Regions from separate parts of the Sus scrofa genome. Here region 1 is linked to region 2. Evidence: chromatin contacts called from public HiChIP or PLAC-seq data. All regions are on one chromosome and are shown on one strand. The core of a region is the stretch at or near the end of the contact, and the rest is flanking DNA. Distances in the headings are between cores, read along the strand shown. Region 1 has its middle 26 kb from the start of TMEM131. Region 2 overlaps VWA3B (von Willebrand factor A domain-containing protein 3B).

Evidence for each region. HiChIP or PLAC-seq counts read pairs in DNA pulled down with a chosen protein or histone mark.
Region 1: an H3K27ac HiChIP or PLAC-seq map of skeletal muscle shows a contact between it and region 2. The contact joins two enhancer-like sites. A contact is called at or near these places in 1 of 47 Hi-C or Micro-C datasets (psoas muscle) and 1 of 2 datasets of contacts at active chromatin or transcription factors (skeletal muscle).

Annotation. Positions count from the first base shown.
Region 1 is chr3:56,249,692-56,252,989 of Sscrofa11.1, forward strand. No RefSeq gene overlaps it. Among named protein-coding and RNA genes, the nearest start is that of TMEM131, 26 kb to the right of the region's middle. Within about 2 kb of position 1,835, at least 4 of the 83 cell types and tissues checked have an H3K27ac peak or open chromatin away from gene starts, as enhancers often do. A contact at or near this core is called in skeletal muscle, where this site is marked.
Region 2 is chr3:56,110,243-56,113,492 of Sscrofa11.1, forward strand. All of the region lies in intron 7 of VWA3B (von Willebrand factor A domain-containing protein 3B), which reads right to left. Among named protein-coding and RNA genes, the nearest start is that of VWA3B, 62 kb to the right of the region's middle. Within about 2 kb of position 1,754, at least 3 of the 83 cell types and tissues checked have an H3K27ac peak or open chromatin away from gene starts, as enhancers often do. A contact at or near this core is called in skeletal muscle, where this site is marked.

The DNA of each region.
Region 1 (3,298 bases), core at 585-3,084, 140 kb after region 2:
TGAAGCAGTATGGGGCCATGGAGAGTGACGAGGGGTAGGATCAGGGAAGACTTCTCTGAGGATGTAACATGAGGAGTAAGAGAGTGAGACAGGTGGTTGTCAGGAGGAAGAGGAGCCAGTGGATACAAAGGCCTTTTGATGGGAGCCTGCCTGGCATCTTCGATAGACATCCTCGAGAAGGTGAGTATGGCTGAAGGACCATGCTATAGGGAGAGATAGAAAGAGGGGAGGAAGCCAAGATGTCCCAGAGCGTAAAACCCTTAAAGCGTTGAAGGCCATGGAAAGGACTTTGAGTTGTTTTCTTTTTTTCTTTATTTTATTTGTGTACACATTTTATTTATTTATTTATTATATAATGATTTTTTTGCATTATTGCTCGTTTATAGCGTTCTGTCAATTTTCTACTGTACAGCATAGTGACCCAGTTACACATGCATGTATACATTCTTTTCTAAATGTGATGAGAAGCCAGGAGAGGGATTTGAGCAAGGGCATGACATGAATGACCTTTTATGAGGGTCGCTTTGGTTGCTGCATGAAAAATGGACTGAAGAGGCCAAGCAAGGAGAGACCATTTGGCGAGCTCTTGCCATTGTTCAGGTGAGGATGAGGGTCACTGGATCTAAGTGGTAAGAAGCGGTCAGGGTCTACATGCACTTTGAAGACAGAGCAACAGGGTTTGCAAACATACTGCACATGGAGCTTGAGAGGAAGGAAGTAGTCAAGGATAACACCAGGATAAGACCAAGGATTTTGGTCTGGGGAATTAAATGAGTGAAGCTGCCACTGGCTAAGATGCGGGGAATACTAGGGCAAGAGCAGGTTTGGAAAAAAGTCTTAGCAATGAAGACTTGTTTCAGACATATTAAGTTTAAAGACATATTAAGACATATTAAGACATATAAAGACATATTAAGTTTAAAGACACCAAATGGAGGGATAAAGCAAGCTTCTGGACTATAAGAGTTTTATTATCAAAAATGGGGCTAAAATTCAACATAAACTTAGTATTTCTCAAAGTATATTTTCTGTGTTACTAGTTTCATGTGCTCTTTAATGTTACATTGCATTTTCATTTCTTACCATGATTGGGTAAATGGTACCACAATAACCCTCCCTCCATAAACAACTCTAAAACTGAACAAAATCCAAAGGTGACTGTTTTTTAGGCCGTAGACAACAGATAGTACAAGACTGTAATCCCTGAAAGAAAGCAAACTTATAAAGTGAGGCTTTTTTTTTTTTTTTTTTTTTTTTCTTTTTTGACCACCCACATGGCCTATGGAAGTTCCCAGGCCAGGGATCAAATCTAAGCCAGAGCTGTGACCTATGCCACAGCTGCAGCAATGCTGGGTCCTTAACCCACTGTGCCACAGCAAGAACTCCCAAACCGAGCTTTTTGATTGCCCAAATCTCTGCCTTGAGAAAGTTTGCCAACTGACAGCAGGGAGCTGGAGTCCAAGCAGAACCCTGTGGTCAGTCTGAGCTGAGGAGGTAGAAATAACAGTCTGGGGCAGCTAAAGCGGGTTGGATCTGTGGGGTAAGATATAGCCAAGGAGGAACCTAGGAAAAGAGGGGACCCTAGAAGTCCCTATGGGGAGTCCTCAGGAATCCATTGATGATGGGTGGGCTGTCTGTGTGCAGAGAAAGACCAGACAGGAACTGCTAAGATTTTGAGTGGAGCAGAGAGAGCAGAGACAAACAGGGCTTGAGGACATTGGAGCCCAGGCCTGCCAGAGTGAAGAGTTCTTGTTTACACCTCATTAGCATCCTTGGCATCCAGCTAAGACACTGGAAAGCCTGCCCCTTAGGAGTAAGGACCAAGCCCTAGAGGAGCATCTGCTCTCAAGTCACTGTAACAAAGTCTAAAGCCAAGTCCCAACAAAGTTCACATGGTACAAAGAGAGTTGGGAGGCTGAGTCCTGCCAAGTTCGAATGGCTTGGGAAACATCTTGAACTTTCCATGTATCAGCACTAAACAAATATAAAACTAAGCCTGTGTGAGCTTGCAGTGACTGTTCATTAATGAAGCCTGCTAAAACAAGAATCAACACTCTTCAGAGAAAGACAGCAAAAGCTAATAGGATCTATCACAATGACTGAGAATCGAAAGATGTTAGACATGAAAACAAACAGGATAATATGATTATAATATGATAGTAATTTTTTTTTAGGAAGGCGGTTAATTTAACCACCTCTAAGATGGGTCAGATTTTAGAATTAGCAAAAAATTTTAAATTTAGAATTTAGCAAAAAAAAAGTCTAAAGTAGCTGTTAAACTTCTGTTCAAAGGATAAGAGGAAATATAATTTTGGTGAGTGAACAACAGATAGGGAATCTCAACAGAAAAATGAAAGCTAGGAAAAACAGAAATTCTTAAAGTGAAAAGTTAAAATGTTATTTTGAACTTAAAAAAAAGGGATTCTGGGAGTTTCTGTTGTGGCTCAGCGGTTTAAGAACCCAACTAGCATCCATGAGAATGCGGGTTTGATCCCTGGCCTCACTCAGTGGGTTAAGGATCTGGCGTTGCCGTGAGCTGTGGTGTAGGTCTCAGACGTGGCTCAGATCTGGTATTGCTGTGGCTGTGGCGTAGGCCGGCAGCTACAGTTCTGATTCACCACTTAGACTGGGAAGCTTCTTGTGCCGCGGGTGCGGCCCTAAAAAGAAAAAGAAAAGGGATTCTGTGCACAATTAAAACGGGAAACTTGTTTTAAAAGAGTTCAGTAAGGGAGTTCCCGTCATGGCTCAGGCGTTAACGAATCTGACTGGGAACCATGAGATTTCGGGTTTGATCCCTGGCCTTGCTCAGTGGGTTAAGGATCCAGTATTGCTGTGAGCTGTGGTATAGGTCCCACATGTGGCTCAGGTCTGGCATTGCTGTGGCTGTGGTGTAGGCCAGCGGCTACAACTCCGATTAGACCCCTACTCCATATGCCTTGGGAGTGGCGCTAGAAAAGGTAAAAAGACAATAAATAAATAAATAAATAAATAAATAAATAAATAAAAGAGTTCAATAGGTTGGCTTACTGCAGTACTTCTTAAAGCCTTTTGTGTGCTCACATGCATTGTATATGTACAAAAGAGATTATGAGGCCCAACGGTTTCCACATACACTTGACTACTCAGCTCCCTTCACCCTGCCACAGTGGTCAGGAGAACATATTTGAAGTTTGCCATTGAATTCATGCTCTTATCTCTTCTACCTGTGCCATCCCTATTCTGCCATGCACTCTCTTACCTTCGTGCCCTTGAAACACTATTTCCTCCACTTTGAAACTTTTGGCACATACTGATTAAC
Region 2 (3,250 bases), core at 504-3,003:
TTTAAGGGGACAGCCATGACCCAAGATGTGCTCCTCTGAGCATGTAGTAATTAGACTCTCACTACACTGGGTTAGTCGTTATAATGGATCAGAAAACAAAACTCACAACTACCCATTTAACTAGGTTTGCTTTAAAAACAAATGAAACAAAACCAGCCAGTGGACCATAACAATCACGGGCAATAAAAAGCCTAACTTAGAAGGTGGAATTTTATTTCAAGTTATTCTACAGGCAGCGGGGAAGGGCTGCCATTTTTATCTGGGTTGTGTCTAAGGGACTTAGCTGGGAAATCAGACAGGGAGACAGCCCCACTGGAAATAGAAGAGCCTGGAGACAGGGCACAGGAAACTTAGTGTTCCGAGAGCTCTGTGGGTTTGCAATTCTCCAGGCCAAACCAGAGAGGAGACAAAACCCCACTGGATCCTGTCCATCAAGGGAGGGGCCAGCCAAGGCCTGCTGTACACAGAAAGAGGATATGGTTCCTCATGGGCACATCCAGGTGACCCAGAAGATCCTCCCCCTTCCTCACCAAACCCCAACATCCCCCACATGCCTAGTGGAACAACCTGAAGGTTCGGAGTATGCTGACACCACTGCAAGTGCTGTCACATCAAGCTGCTGTTTTGCCTTAGCCCCCGGTACTGACTTCTCAGACTGCTGACTTAACAGATGAACGAGACCCAGGTCAGATACGTGTGGGTGTGTCAGGGGAAGAGCCCACGGAGTACCTGCCACAAACACCACCTGCCTGTTAAGGCTTCCTGTCAAACCTTCCTGTCTCACCTGCAGGATACAGTCCAGTCCAACTCATTAATCTGTTCACTCAGCAAATACTTGTTGCGCACTTACCACAGATAGGGAGTGGGCACTGCCAGGACTGAGGATGCAGCAGTGAGCAGGGTTCTGCTCCCTGAACTGGCATTCAAGTCCAGGGTTCAGGACCCCCATTTCACCCCCTCTAATACTGTCAGCCTGAACCCTGCCAGGACACTATCCTCCCAGCCCTCCAGGGCCCCTGCACTCCCACTGCCCTCCCACTCAGGGCACTCAGAGCCCTCCACTGCACTCAGCCGCACCCTTCATTCAAGGCACCAGCCTGGCTCCACCAGCAAGCTTTGCCCAGTCACTCCAGAGAACAATGATCTGCCCCTCACTTCTTCTCAATTCTGGTGAAATGAGCCAGCCACAATCACTGTTCTCAGTGGAGGCTTTTGCTGCCTGGACATACTCTCAGGCCATTAGACAGGCGGGCACCATATGCAATTCCTGGCTGCCTCCTGGCACATCAACCTCCAACTCTAATGAGCATAAAGAAGCATCAGCTGGAGATGGTGAATTAGTCTATCCAGACCTGGAATCCAGGCTAATTCAAGTCCAACTTGACAAACATGAGGCTTTATTTTTAGTAAGCAGCTGCTTACAGCACAGCTCACCATTCAGCACTGGTCCAGGGCCATCCCAGGGCTGAGAGCTATTATGATCTTCAGCTTTCCTATGGTATTAGCCCACAGTGTTAGATTACAGTTTACGTTTGAACGGACACAGTGTCTCTTCTTTGTATCCTCCATGGTAGTCAGCACAGGATCCAGGGCTTTCAGGAAGAATTCCTATCCTTTCTTCTTTTTGTTTTTCCTTATGACAAAGAAATAATGACCTCAAAGAATTGCTCTGTCTCATAATTGACGGCCCCAATAACGCAAGAAACTCTTCTGACTGGTATATAACAGACTTGTATCATTTGAGCATGTGGCTGTGCCCTAGGGATTCCAGATCTCAAGAGTGACTTGCCCTAAAGCAGCAGTGATATCCTTTTTAGATCCTTGGGCCTCAGCTAAGCAAGGCTCCCCGCCATGATTCTGAAATATTAGCAATACCAATGAAATTAAAACCACCCTCAGCAACCCTGAATCCCAGACCATCACCTGGGTCCTCCTGTGGGCTGGTTTGTTAGTGGTCATTTCCCCCTTGCCTAGGACCCCTGGGGAGTAACTGGCCCCACTGGGTAGAGACTGCTCACTGCCTGAGCCCTAAACTCCTACCTGACCATGAGGGTCCGAAAGAGCTGAATATGACTATCAAAGGCAGTATTTTCAGGAAAACACTGCATATATATTTTCATAAAGCAATATGACATTTTAAAATAATAATCCACTATGAGGTGATTAAAATTCCCAGAGACCTAAACTTATAGTATGGATCTGGTAAAAGGGGGCATATTGCATCCATAAAGGGATTGAAAGTGGTGAAATCAGAAGTTTTTGTTGTAATGGGAAAATTCCCAGTTCCTTGTGTTAAATTACATACTAAGATGTTTTGCTCAGTCTCACCCAAAGGAAATTAACTACTAATTAATTTAAGCAAATAGAGTCATTTTGCTATCCTGATATGCTTTCTTGGGACAATGAATACATGTGTTTCACAAGCATCATGATGTCTTAAAAGCAATTTCAAATGTCAAGGATGGGCAACTCTTAGATGGTTATGGTACCATCTCCTGGGGCCTCCTTCTTCTAAGCAGAAGGCAGCAAAATGCAAATGTAATGCAGTCTAATTGTCCAATATTCATATAGAAAACCTGAATACAAACCATAACTCTTCTCCCCATGCTAGAGAGCAAGTCTTCCACCAAACTCCATGAGAACATGACCCCAGGCTCTGGGTGCTACTGACTAACAGGCGATAAATACACAAGCACAAAGAAGAGAAGCAATATCTAAAGAAAAGATGTCCCAAATGCCCATGAATAAAGTTACACTGAATAAATCTATTTAGAACAGGTAACACCATTTAAAAGACATCAACTCATAGGATATTTTAATGAAATGGTAAATTTGAGGGAAATTTGTGAGTTTCCTTGAGAGCAAATTTACTAAATTTTTTGTTTTTTAGCTTTCCCAATCACAAAAAAAGGCCTGAACTTTTGGTTCTAAGGGAACTACAGGACCCCCAAAAGAATGCAAGATGGCCCCAGGGCTGCTCTCTGAGTTCCATCAACCAGCTCTGAACTGGGCTGAGCCTGCCACTGCTGGGTGCCAAGAAAGGGCTCTAGGGAGCAGTGCGGGGGTCCTGGTGAAAGGCCATGCTGCAGCCCAGAGTTAAGAACAAACAAGGAACCCAGGACTCAAACCCACTATGGGGAAAGAAATACAAGGGCTCCCTGCCCTTAAAGAAACTGACCCTCTGGTGGGAAAACTGGACCTTTACACACATCAGGTAAAGGTGTGAACTAAGGGAAGAAGAGGGTTGAGT